Linked DNA regions of Xenopus laevis: region 2 is linked to region 1. The links are chromatin contacts, called in public Hi-C maps. All regions are on one chromosome and are shown on one strand. The core of a region is the stretch at or near the end of the contact, and the rest is flanking DNA. Distances in the headings are between cores, read along the strand shown. Region 1 overlaps ski.S (SKI proto-oncogene S homeolog). Region 2 holds the start of ski.S (SKI proto-oncogene S homeolog).

Evidence for each region. Hi-C and Micro-C count contacts between places; a contact is called where the count stands out from the background.
Region 2: a contact with region 1 is called in a Hi-C map of animal cap, with 2.6 times the contacts expected there. The contact joins the promoter of ski.S here to the enhancer-like site in region 1. A contact is called at or near these places in 3 of 4 Hi-C or Micro-C datasets (the XL177 cell line, the XTC cell line and animal cap).

What each region holds. Positions count from the first base shown.
Region 1 is chr7S:79,623,350-79,630,020 of Xenopus_laevis_v10.1, forward strand. All of the region lies in intron 1 of ski.S (SKI proto-oncogene S homeolog), which reads right to left. Among protein-coding and RNA genes, the nearest start is that of ski.S, 41 kb to the right of the region's middle. Within about 2 kb of position 3,837, at least 3 of the 7 cell types and tissues checked have an H3K27ac peak or open chromatin away from gene starts, as enhancers often do. A contact at or near this core is called in animal cap, where this site is marked.
Region 2 is chr7S:79,665,273-79,671,796 of Xenopus_laevis_v10.1, forward strand. It overlaps ski.S (SKI proto-oncogene S homeolog), which reads right to left and starts at 2,392. Exons shown (of 7, transcript NM_001087461.1): 1 at 977-2,392. The coding sequence starts at 1,900.

The DNA.
Region 1 (6,671 bases), core at 2,587-5,086:
TCACTCGCTAACAACATCGCTCTTTTGGATCTAGACTTTATTTAGATTATCCTCTTCGTTACCCAGCAGCACACCTTTCATCAGGGTCATTATACCAGGTCAAAAGAGTCTTCTTTCTCTTTCTATAAAAAGTGTCTTTTTTGCCCTGGAAAACTAAATGTCCGTGGTAGCAAATAAGTCCAAGTATAAAAATGTTTTTGTTATACAGAATGCTAAGCACTGAAAAGCTGCCCAGCCGTAAAAGTCAGATTGTTGAAAACAGGCAGTTGCACTTTGCTACGGCTCGCTCTGCAGATAAGATTATTAGAAAACCTGGTATTTTTGAGTCAACATGGAACATATCTATAAAGGAAACTATAAATTAAAGTGGAGGTGGGGGGAATAGCCAAAAAAAAAAAAAAAATTAAAAAAAAAAAAAAGTTTCAAGGTGAAGGTTAATAGAATTGGAAAAATATAACCTGCAAGAACATGAATGGAAAAATCCTGATAACATTATGAAAGTTTCTTAAGCCCATTCATTGCACATAAATGAGAAACATTTATTTGACGATATACAAGTATGGGGCCCGTTATGCGAAAACCTGTTATCCAGATAGCACCGAATTACAGAAAGACCGTCTCCCATAGACTCCATTTTATCCAAATAAACCACATTTTTAAGAAATATCTTTTTCTCTGTAATAATAAAACAGTACTTGTACTTGAGCCCAATTATAATTAATCCCTATTGGAAGCAAAACCAGCCTACTGGATTTATTTAATGTTTACATGATTCTCTAGTAGACTTAAGGTATGAAGACCCAAATTACGGAAAACCCCAGGTACCGAGCATTCTGGATAACAGGTCCCATATCTATAAGATTACCGCCATGATCTTCAATTCACATATCAATAACATAACATGAATATATTTGTAACTATCCTTAGAGAGTCCCAAATACACTAGCCCGATGACAATTATTAAGGGTAAAAAGAGCCATTAAAAACTTTTGCAGGCAAATTAAAAAAAAGAGCCTTTAGTAATACGAGATTAGTTTGGTACAGGAAGAGTTAATGTGTCTTTTTTCACTGAAACCTCTTTAAAGACTCTCCATCTGAATGTGTTATACAGCCATCTTGAAGTACAAGGACACCCTGACTGAAAGAGCACAAAGCAATTATTCAGCAGCTCACAAGGAAATGAGTTTTCTTCATTTCGCATTGAAAATGACATTGCGCTGTCTGAGCGGGAATGTTTTACTATGTTTCTATACATTCAGTAATGGAGGGGAGCAGAACACTCGGCTCTCATATTGATTTAGCGTCTTTGCTAAATTGCTATTGACACCTCAGTTCAGACTATGATATTCCTCTGAGGGAACTAATCTATCCTTATCTGTAAATGGCCTCAGCTCTTGAAGGGGCGACACTAATATGCAATTGGCAGTAAGTATAAGTATGGCTTAATGCTGTCTGATTTGAAGATAATTTACTGGGTCATGCTCTGCTGGCAGGCAATTCACTCTGGGCCCTGATTTTGCTCTCAGGATCCACAGAGCAGAGAGCATTTATTTGATCAGATGTAAGATTAATAGCAAGGCCTTTTAACAAACATAAAAGAATATATTTCAGTTTTCTCTGAAAATAAACTAACTGAGCTCATTCATTAAGCAATACCTGAGAACTACATGTATGTCTACATGGATAAGTCATATGAGTCCTAATGATAATAAAAATCATAAAACCACATCAGCATCTCTCTCTTTCTCTAAGATATACCCCAAGAAACGGAGAAAGGCTCTGCAAAATGAACATTCTATAGATGGGGGAAAAATACAATGAAACAAATAGAAAAATTTCAAGGTTTCGGGCAAAATAAAAAATGATGGCTTTGGCGCACCCCTAATTAAAATGGATGAAAATGTATAACTGTTTTCTGACTGAATAGACAATAGTGCATAATCAGAACCACTCTTTGCAGCAAAGAGAGAATTAATTTCCTTTTAGTATAATGAAAACATCTTTATTTAAAGGAGAAGTAAACAATTGGATTAAAGGCACATTCACTGGTGGAATAGATATATACCAGTAAAGGTAAAGATAAAATACACGTTTATTAGCTCATTTAAAAATATTTGAAAAAATCAAAAATGGATAAACAAGGCAGGGGAGTGCATGTCTCTACGCGTTTCGTGACTATAGTGGTCACTTCGTCAGAAGGAGAAGGAATGCTACCAAGACAGTTTATTGCCAATAGATTAGCCATAACAGTGCAAGCTTGAACATCATTTTTATTCTTTAGAAGGATTTTCTATACTTGAGTAAACGACTCTAGAAGCTCTGTTTAGGATAGCAGCTGCCATATTAGCTTGGTGCAACATCACTTCCTGCTCGAGTCTCTCCGTGCTCGCACATTGCTCTGAGCTCAGATTACAGCAGTGAGGGGAGGAGGGATTGGAGCAAACTGAGCATACTCAAGCCCAAGCCCCGGAGGTTTAAGATGAAAACAGGAAGCCTGATACAGACGCCCACACAATAGAAGTAAAGAAATGTGTTTCTTTTGACAAAGGACTCTGAGCAGCAAAACTTTGAGGGTTATTATCAAACTTGTTTACAGAATACTTTTTGCACATTTTAAGATTGCAGAAAATGTGCATTATATAGTGTCGTTCGCTGCATAAAGCTCAGTACTTATTTGTGCCCCACCAGGGGAGCGTTGAGGGTTAGCCAGTTTTAGTAGCAGAGCAGGTGGCAGTTAGAAGGGATCAGGGGAAATAGATTTGAAACTTCCCTGTGTGCATAGCTGCACTCAGCTTTTAAAACAGGTGGCAGGCTACCATATGTTTCAGAGCAGGAGACCGCTACACGCAGCTCCAGAATATTCTCACTCAAGATACAATTCCATTGCGTGAAGAAAATAAGGCAATATACAGACTCCTTGAATGTATATTGCTTCCTTAGATATAAGAAAATCACAACTATAAAAAGTGGATTTGGTTTGAGATTTTACCAGTTTCATCACTTTTTCCAAATCTGAATAAGCATATGTCACTTTTGTGGGGATGTAGTAATGTGCCTAACCCTAAAAATTCATTTTTCTTGTTTAAGAAAAAAAAAAAAAAAAAAAAAAAAAAAAGTAAACATCCGTAAACCAGAAAATCAAGTTCCAAACTTGAAAACTTAAAAAAAAAAAAGAATGCATTTCTTCATGTCAACTGTGTTTCTGGCACCCAGTATTCCATTGAAGGATGTTATCGACACATATTGGTAGTTCCATAATGGTCTACATCCACTCTGCCACATGAATATTATATGAGACAGTCACTAAACTTATGGCCTTTATCATCTATTCCATATTTTTCAACACGGACCCCCTGAGCATCATGGGAAGGGAAGCAAAATAGCAATTTAGGGGCATGAATGACAGGGAGTCTGAAGGACAAGCAGTTTTATTTTGGATATGTGTAGCACTCAAAATGTGCAATAAACGAAAGGAATGTACATCTGGTACTAGTTAAGAATGCAAACTTTCTGAGGATTAAAAAGGCAAAAAAAAACAAAGTTTAAAAAAAAAAAAAAAAAAAAAGACACTTCTACCCCTGCTGCGATTTCTGCCATCTTCCCAAAGTCCTCTTCTAGCCCAAGTGCAAAGTGTCTGTAAAAATTCCTGCTTGCTATTTGCAGGCAAGGTCACTGCGAAAGGGCATGGCTGTGAGCCAGGGTGTTTTTCAGCTGAGCTGCAGGGAGGGGAGGGACAGCTCAGGAACTCAATTATAAGTTTCTGCAGTCTAGCCAGGAGGCTGGAAGCCCAGACTGTGGCTGTTCTGTCCTCTGTGCCCCCTCCCTCCTCTACACCACCTCTACACGCCTCCTCCCTCTCCTCTCCCCACAGTCTGCCAGAACGGTCTGCCGCCTGGAGCCGACTCATGATGCACAAATTCTTAAAGCTGTAGCACAGCGCTGCTACTGCAAGGTGAAGAATGGAATTTCAATGTGAGCAGAGCTAAAATAGTTGAAACGGCACATTCTTCCTGAGCACAGACCAACGTGCTTGAAAGACCATTAAAACAAGTGCAAATTTTGCAGTATATGGGGGCCTTAATATCCATCCTACTTTGGATGTATTTTTTTTTTTCACTCCATTTCCTTTTACTCTTACATTGTGTTACGATAGCTGAAACTGTTGACTAGTGCAGGTTTCAAGGATGCATTCACAAATAACCTGAGATTCTAGCACACCAATGCCACCAATCTGCACTTTTTCCAAAAATCCTGCAGGATCGAAGAGATAAGTAAAATGGGAGGATTTTTTTTTTTTTTTTACAAGCTCTGCAATACTACAGCCGTGGCTTAAAGGAGAACTAAACCCTAAAAATGAACATGGCTAAAAATACCCTATTTTATATATTGCATTTATTGCACCAGCCTAAAGCTTCTCAATAGCAGCAATGATCCAGGACTTCAAACTTGTCACACCATCTTGGAAAGTGTCTGGGACACTCAGTGAGCTCTGAGCAGCTGTTGAGAAGCTAAGCTTAGGGGTCGTCGCAAATTATCCAGCAGAAAATGAGGTTGGCCTGTAATATAAGCGGATGCTACAAGGCTGATTATTACATTTTGATCCTAATTGCACTGGTTTCTGTTCTGTCATGTAGTAATTATCTGTATTAATTACTAATCAGCCTTAAATTGTGACATTTATGTCTTATGGGTACTGTATATCGAGAGTGGGTACCTAAGTTTATTAAGTGACAGCAGCATGTGCAGTGAATCAGCAGAAAAGAAGATGGGGAGCTACTGGGGCATCTTTGGAGACACAGATTCTCCCTGCTAAAGGACTGTGGTTGACTTGGGCTGGTAAAGAAGCCTAAACCTCAATGTACAACATTTCTAGCCTACTTCTTTAGTTAAGCTTTAGTTCTCCTTTTCCAAGACACCCAGTTCTGCAGGGAACAAGGATCCTCAGTAACTGCAGACATAGCCAAAACATACATCATATGGATGTGCTTTTATCTGAAATGTGGTAAAAAGATGTACTACAAAGATCGTGGAATGGCATACAGTCACAAATACACTAGAAAAGAACAGGTCAGATTTCTGCAGGTCTTGGTTCTTAGAATCTGACTTTACACAATGCAGACATGTTACAAAGCACCGACTGAAAGATCTTCCACAAGGAGAAAAAACACAAGGGCTGCTTTAAAAAAGTTGCTATTTACTGGTTTTATGGTCTTATTTTGAGTACAACAAATTATGAAACAACATTAAACATGTACACAAATCATAGGGTGAAAAAAAGTATATCCTCCCTAAGCATCACCGCTAAATTTGCATTTCTTAAACCATAAGAATACCTAGAAGGGGGTCCATCACAACATTTGGTACAGGAGATCTTTACAAGCCAATATTCACCAGTTTTAGCAGCCTGACCACCAACCTTATACACAGGCAGGACAACTAGGATTACAAGCAGATATTATGAGGCAGATTTATCAAAATGTGAGAATAGAACTCTATTGATTATTATGGGATTTTTAGAATTGTATTTATCAATGGCGTTCACCATTTGATAAATAGGCCTTTAAAAATCCCAACAGGAATGAGTGAGTGAGTTTGTCTGGTGAATTCTATTCGCACATTTTGATAAATCTGCCCCCTCAATAGCCTAAATTTGTTACTTTAACATGCTTCTCCTTACATGGGAGGCAATACTGCTTAGAACAGCAGCAGCACAGATCTGTTAAATGTAACATAATTGACAGCCAGTTGGCCAGATGGAAGAGAATTAAAAAGTAGCACTGCTAGTTCTTGGAGTCAGATAATGCAGAGATGAAGGTAGTGTGTCATTTATAATGCACATTAATCAGATCCTCTTAGACACTAGGCAAGTATCTTTCAATTGGATGGAGAGCACTCACCAAGCAGATAATGCACCCAGGAATATACATATATTCTGAAGACCTGGTTAATGGCACTGCAGGGACGTCGGGGCTGGGGTAAAAAGCACAATACACAATCTAACAGGAAGAGAAATGAAAAAGATGGCTAACCAGCAGTACAGCATGGCCAGCTAATACACTTTCAGTTTCTCCGTATCGCTTTTATTTTTTTTCCACAACTCTAATGTTAACCCCACAGGGACGCGGTCAGGGGCAACACAGGAAATATAGATAAAAACTGTGGGTGGGCAGTTCCATCTCATCCTACTTCTGCTTTTCTAATACAGAGGTTTCACGTTGAACTTTACAAGCAGTGCATGACCATGCCCACACTTCTTTTACCACTTCTCCCTTGTCCATTATAACAGAAAGTGCATTGCAAAGGCATGCTGTTCTTCTGTGATGCATATGGGAGGGGTGGGGGAATGCAAGCAGAAACCAAAAACAGAGACTTGTTATGGGTTCTAACACAAATAAAGTGGGAACATTTTCTGATTAGATTAAATGCTAGACAGCCAGCAAACAGCATCAATTCTGTTAAACTGGTGAGATTTTTCTCTCACGAACAACCAATTCTGTCAAATTATCGTGAAGTTAGTGGTAATCGAACGATCGTGCAATGATTTGCCGTCCAACATCGGTCAGAACATTGATCAGCCAGGTTAGAAAATGTTCATTGGTCACAGTGAAATCTATCTATTGTCCAATTGTTTGCAGGGCCAAGCAGACAGCTACCCTCACAGTTTTCCTAGC
Region 2 (6,524 bases), core at 1,142-3,641, 40 kb after region 1:
TCTCCAAGAGAACCCAAAGAGTACAAAGATCAAGGTAAGAGGATGGCTGCCCATAAAACGACTCGTCTGCACTTGAAGTCGAAGTTGACACCTTTAAAGCTACACAGACAGGCACAGAGATGGGGGGGGGGGACGTAAATCGCCTGCACCTGTTTAGTACACACATACAAAATGGGCAGAGCTGCAAATGTGCGACTTATCTCCATAGACTGCTGTAACCAAGAGACGCAGCTATAAAGAGCACTAAGTGTCGTCAGCGGTGAACTTGAAGCAGGGTTACCACCAGGTCACTTTAAATGCCACTTACAGGGCGATGTTCTCTTCCCTGCCTTCTTATTGCCTTCCCATGCTTGGCCATAGAGGTCCTTGTCTCAATTAAAGGAACAGATACTAGCTGTAGTATGTGTGATCCCTGTTCTACTCTGTATGTAGGTTTTGTCTTCATCTCACCAACAGCTGATAAACAGGGACATACAGTATTGGCAATCAACAATTCAGCTGGCAAATGCCAGGAACATGAATAAATATATATATATATTTTTTTTTTTTTTTATCCAGGCAGTGTGCTTTGCTTCTTGTCTACTATACAGCAGCACTTGACATCTACAATACTTCCTGTACAAAATACTGTTGCTTAGGAGGGTAGAAAGTTAAAGCAAGGGCACAGTAATAAATCAGATATGGCAATAGTTCAGTACATGTAATAGAAAAAGTAGTTGCACCCCACCAACAGCTGAAAGGCCGCAGGCCACAAATTCAAGACATCTCCTTATTGAAAGCAAAGAAAAGTTGTCCCTGCAACTCCCATGAGCCTCAGCAAGGTAAAGGTAAGGTTGTATTAACTCTAGAGCTCCTGAGGCAAAGCAATTGAAGTTTTTCGAATAGGGAATTTTGTATGGGAGTAATTGCTGCTGTAAAAGCTGAATGTCTCTGTAATAAAGAGGACAAGTAAGTAGGACAGGTCTCTTGCACTCACCCTGGCTGCTTTCCTCTTGTACTTGTTGCTGTAGTCGAACTTCTCCTTGATCTCCTCCAGCAGCCGACCCAGCCTGGCCAGCTCATCGTCTCCCCCGACCCCATCCCGGGCCAGTAAGATGTAGGCCCTCCAGTTGGCCGAGTCGAAGCCCCAGTGGCAAGTCCGGTTCTCCAGCGCCTTATGCGAGTGCACCACGAACTTGTGCGGCGGGTACATGAGGCGACAGTCCAAGCACTGGATACAGGGGGCGCTGGGGTGTCCGTACAGCTCGGGCACGAACAGGCCCCGACACTTTCCGAAGCACTCGTGATACACCTTGAAACTGCCCTCGGTCAGCTCCAGCTCTAAAGGTCCCGGCGGGAAGTCGCTCTTCTTGGCGCAGCGGGGCGGGTAGCTCCCCCCGTACATCAGGGCGTTGCACAGGCGCTCGGCGTCCGTCTTGGTGATGAGGCCACAGGAGGGCGCGGAGAAGGGCAGGATCCCCATCACCTTCAGGATCTCCAGCTGGTCGGCCGTGCAGCGGGAGCAATACACGTGCAACTCGTCGCACACGGCGTTGATCTGCTGAAGGCTGAAATCCCGCAGCACCGAGTTGAGGATCTGAGGGAGACACAGTCGCTTCTCGCCCCCCACCACAAAGCAAGAGATGGTCTCCCCCTCCAGAATAGTCTCACACCTCTCAGTGGAACGGTCCGACGGCATAAATAGGGGACCCCCGGGGATGACCGGAGGCGGCTGGCTGGGCAGGTGGAGTATGGGCTCCGGGGGCTCCTTGCCGCACTCCTTCTTGTACAAGTCCTGAGTCCAGCGGGCGGAGAAGGCGGCCGGACCGCCCAGAGAACTCATAGAGCTCAGGTGAAACTGTTCCAGGGTCTTCTGGAGCCCGGCGTGGGGCTGGAAACTGCTGCGGCTCACGGTCTCCATAGCTCCCGGCGGCGGCAACAGCAGCACTAACTCACTCACTGACTCACTCACACAGGGACACGCTCCGCGCAGCTCAATCACTCGACGATGTCTTTAGGCTTTACACAGTAAACGCTGTCACTCCATACACCCGTGTGACTGCCCACTCTCTCCCGGCCTCCTCCTCGACACTCACAGCGCCGCATCCAGCCGGGACCTCCCGCTCCCCTTCCCGAAGTGTCAGGGCTCAGGCCAGAGAAGTGTCAGGGCTCAGGCCAGAGAAGTGTCAGGGCTCAGGCCAGAGATGCGCGGCGGCGGCTCCTCGTGCCCATAGCGTCGCACTCACTCAGTCCCACTAATGGCACTTTCCGCTGAGGAGGCACAAATGCGCCTGAACTTTCCCTCAGTACAAAGCGGGGGAGGTGGGGGCGTTTGTGGGAAGTTACGGCTCGGCCTCACGAGTTGCCCGTCATGTTGCGCTGCTGGAGGTTATGGGGAGAGCGGGGCTCCCAGACACACACTGATGCCTCCTTCCCGGTGCTGCTCACTGCTTGAATGGCTCTGCACTGTGTCTGCGCTCTGCACTCCCTCCCTCTTTCCTCTCCCTTCTCCGCCCCCTTTCTCTCTGTTTGTTGGTGTCTGCCTCAGTCATTGAATCCCAGCCAAGAATGTGACCAACTCCCCAGGCTGTGGCTCTTCCAGGAACAACCTCCACCCCCTCCCTCTACCTCCTCCTCATGCCGCTGCCTCTTCTTTTTTTTTTTTCTACTGCAAAGCGGAAAAAAAAACTTGTCTGTCGAAGGCAAAATAAAACTTGTGGTTCTCGTGCGTGAAACCGCCGGCTTTAAAAAGCGGAAGGGTGTTTTTGTTTTCTCCTTCCAGTAAACACAGACTGACGGCACATGGGAGTCTCGCTAAGCAAAAGGTAAAAAGATATTTCTCACATATGCCACAAAATGCTGTCTTTTCCCTATTATATGCATGTACAGTGCTTATTTAGCTGTGTCATTTACAATTTCAGGCAAAAAATATATTTTGTTTCAAGATACAAATTTATAAAGCAATTTTTCTTGTTTCCAGAAGCCTAGTTCAATTAAAGGTATGGGATCTGTTATCCAGAATCAGTGTCGGACTGGCCCACAGGGATACCAGGAAAACTCGCGGTGCGCCCAGGTGTCAGCGGACCCTCCTGCTTCTAAATATTTCACATATTTCATGGCCATTCCCTATTTCTATGAAAATGAAGAGGCGAAATAGATGGAATAATAGTTTATAGTATGTAAAGAAAAGAGACTAGGAGAATAGAGTTTGAGTGAGGAGAAGAAGAAATTAATACTTAGGGGCACATTTACTTAGCTCGAGTGAAGGAATAGAATAAAAAATACTTCGAATTTCGAAGTTTTTTTTTTTAACTACTTCGACCATCGAATTGGCTTCTTCGACTAGGACTTCAAATCGAACGATTCCAACTGGGTGACTAATCTTCCCGATCTGCCTGCCTCCAGTGGCTAGAATCGAAATCACTGGCGGGATGGCACTCAGAGCACTTCATTTTTCAAAGTCGTCCAAAGTTTCCTTACGAGGCAACTTCGGGCGAATTTAGAAAACAAAATGCTCGGAGCGCCATCCCTGGAGACAGCTTTCCCATAATATAGAGCTGTCTGGATAATGGGTTCCCAGACAACAGATTCCATACCTGGATAAAACTGGCCACAGACGCAAAGATCCAATCGTACGAATCAACGTACGATCGGACTTTCCCATCTCCCGACCTGACACTAACCATTCAGATCAAAGTCTTACCATTTTAAAATTTATGTCTGACAAAGCTAGTGACAGTCTCCCACTGAAAATCGTACAATCGGCAATACATGCAGAGATATTATCGGCAGCCGACAGAACTTTTCTAACCTGTCCGATCGACCAAACGACCAATCTCCGCCGGACGAAAAATGTCGGGACTCTCCACACACGGTCCGAAAATCGTACGAATCCTCGATTTGTACGATCAGATCTTTGCGTCTATGGCCAGCTTAATTGTATAGGTGGCAAATGCAGGGCCACACAGTGTCAAATTGGTGATTGCTCACGCACACCTGTCTGTGCAGATAAATCCAAATTCACTTGGTGCTCAGTGATAGAGGTAACCGGCAACCTCAAATCAGATACTGAGAAAAGGCACACTGGCACACAAGATGTGAATGCAGGTGAAAACCTTGCAAAATTTTTATTACCGGAAGTGCAACGTTTCGGGGCAAGCCCCTTTGTCAAGCATTGCTTGACCCGAAACGTTGCACTTCCGGTAATAAACATTTTGCAAGGTTTTCACCTGCATTCACATCTTGTGTGCCAGTTTGCCTTTTCTCAGTACCACACAGTGTCCAGCCATGTGCTAGAAAATGCATGGCGCCAGAACATGCAAGGCCCTAAGGATGTATAAAAATACTCATGTGAAAGATGTCTGGCACTTTAAAGTCACATGACATCAGGCCCGGACTGGCAATCTGTGGGTTCTGGCAAATGCCAGAGGGGCTGCTGTAAGGTCCCATAGAAAGTGAGTATTTAGTGGGCTGGTGGGGGCTGTTTGGGCCTCTATGTGGGCTGATTGGGCCTCTGTGTACCTGAAATGCCAGGGCCTATTTTAATTCTCAGTCCGGACCTGCATGACATTAAGGGCAATGGCACATGGGGCTTTTCATTGCCCACTGGTGAAAATAAACATCACAAAATACCTTCCTATAGGATACAATTTGAATCATTGCAAGTAGGGATGCACCAAATCCAGGATTCGGTTCGGGATTCGGTCAGGATTCAGCCTTTTATCAGCAGGATTCGGATCCGGCCGAATCCTTGCGCCTGGCCGAACTGAATCCGAATTTGCATATGCAATTTAGGGGCGGGAAGAAAAGCCACATGAGTTTTCATCACAAAATAAGGAAGTCAAATATTGTTTCCCCACTTTTTCCTTTCCGTCCCTTAATTTGCATATGCAAAATCGGTATTCGGCCGAATCTTTCACGGGGGATTCGAGCGAATCCCAAATAGTGGATTCGGTGCATCGCTAAGCTCAAGTACAATTTGTTATATGGAGACCCGTTATCCAGAAAGCTCTGAATTACTGGAAGGTAATTTCCCATAGACTTTATTTTAATCAAATAATTTACATTTTTAAAAATTATTTCCTGTTTCTCTGTATTAATAAAACCATAAATTGTACTTGATCCAAATAACGATATCATCAATCCTAATTGGAGGCCAAAAATCCTATTAGGTTTAATGAGTTTATACATTTTCTATTAGCAGATTTAAGGTATGGAAACCCAAATTACAAAAAGATCACTTATCCAGAAAACTCCAGGTCTCGAGAATTCTCGATAACAGTTCCCAAAGCTGTATTTTGAAAAGACACTCCCATTTAGGATTTCATGTGTAATGTGACTGTACTGGGAATGGGATGTGACAATTCCAATGTTAATTTAAAGGAAGGTAGAAGACTTTTTTTTTTTTTTGTCCTGTGGGCATTGCCCTAAGGGTTGTAATTCAGTTCAGCCTGGAGCTCAGGTTTAGATAGTGAACAAGTGGTGGTATTGCAGTTTGCATCCTCAGGAAGATACAACACACAGATCACCATGTAAAGATGATTATTATTGTTATTATTAACACATTTATAACATATTAACATATTCTGCAGTATTGTACAATAAATGGGTGTGTACACTGAACATGCAGATTACATTAAAAAAACAATAACTGATTCAAGAGGTAAAGAGCTAATGATCTACAAGATCCCCAGGATTAAGCCAGAACATGGCAGTAAAGTGTTTTTATACAGTGTTTTCAGACACACAGTTGGCTGCAGAAGAGGTGATCTCCCTCTGCCATTGCCGTAACAACCATTGGATATTTCTAATAACTCCATACTGATTGCTAAAAAAAATATTTGGGTGGAGATCCCCTATAAACGTCATACGGATTGCTATAAACAATATTTGGTTGGAGATCCCCTATAAATGCTGGCAACATCTGTTTAAATCAGTGAAGGAAAGTCTTCAATGATGCCAACAACAGAGCTTCAGATATTGTAGAATCAGTGACCTCAGTGACAGAATTCTCTGTTATAATAGACCTCTGCCACAAAGCTCTAATTCAAGCATTTAAGCTTTAACTTAGAGTTTTGAAAGTTTTTGAAAAATATAATTGCTTTCTCTTGAAGTCTTTCTCTGGGCAAACTGAGAAACTGATGCAAAATGTCCAGTGTCCCATAAGCCCATGTAGGCAGACCATTTCTGATCTTTATATATCATTTATCAATATGAATGAAAGATGTCATCATGGAGACATTTCTGTAGGGATGCACCAAATACACTATTTTCACGAAAGATTCGGCCGAATACCGAATCCTAATTTGCATATGCAAATTACAGGTGGGAAGCTGAAATTTTTTTTACTTCCTTGTTTTGTGACAAACAGTCACAACAGTCCCTCCCTGTCCCTAATTTGCACATGCAAATTCGGTTTCGGTTTGGCCAGGCAGAAGGATTTGGCTGAATCCGAATCCTGCTGAAAAGGGCAGAATCCCGAACCGAATCTCCTGGTGTGCCGTTGCACTTAGACCTGTTCATCGGGATACCCTCTGTCCCAATTA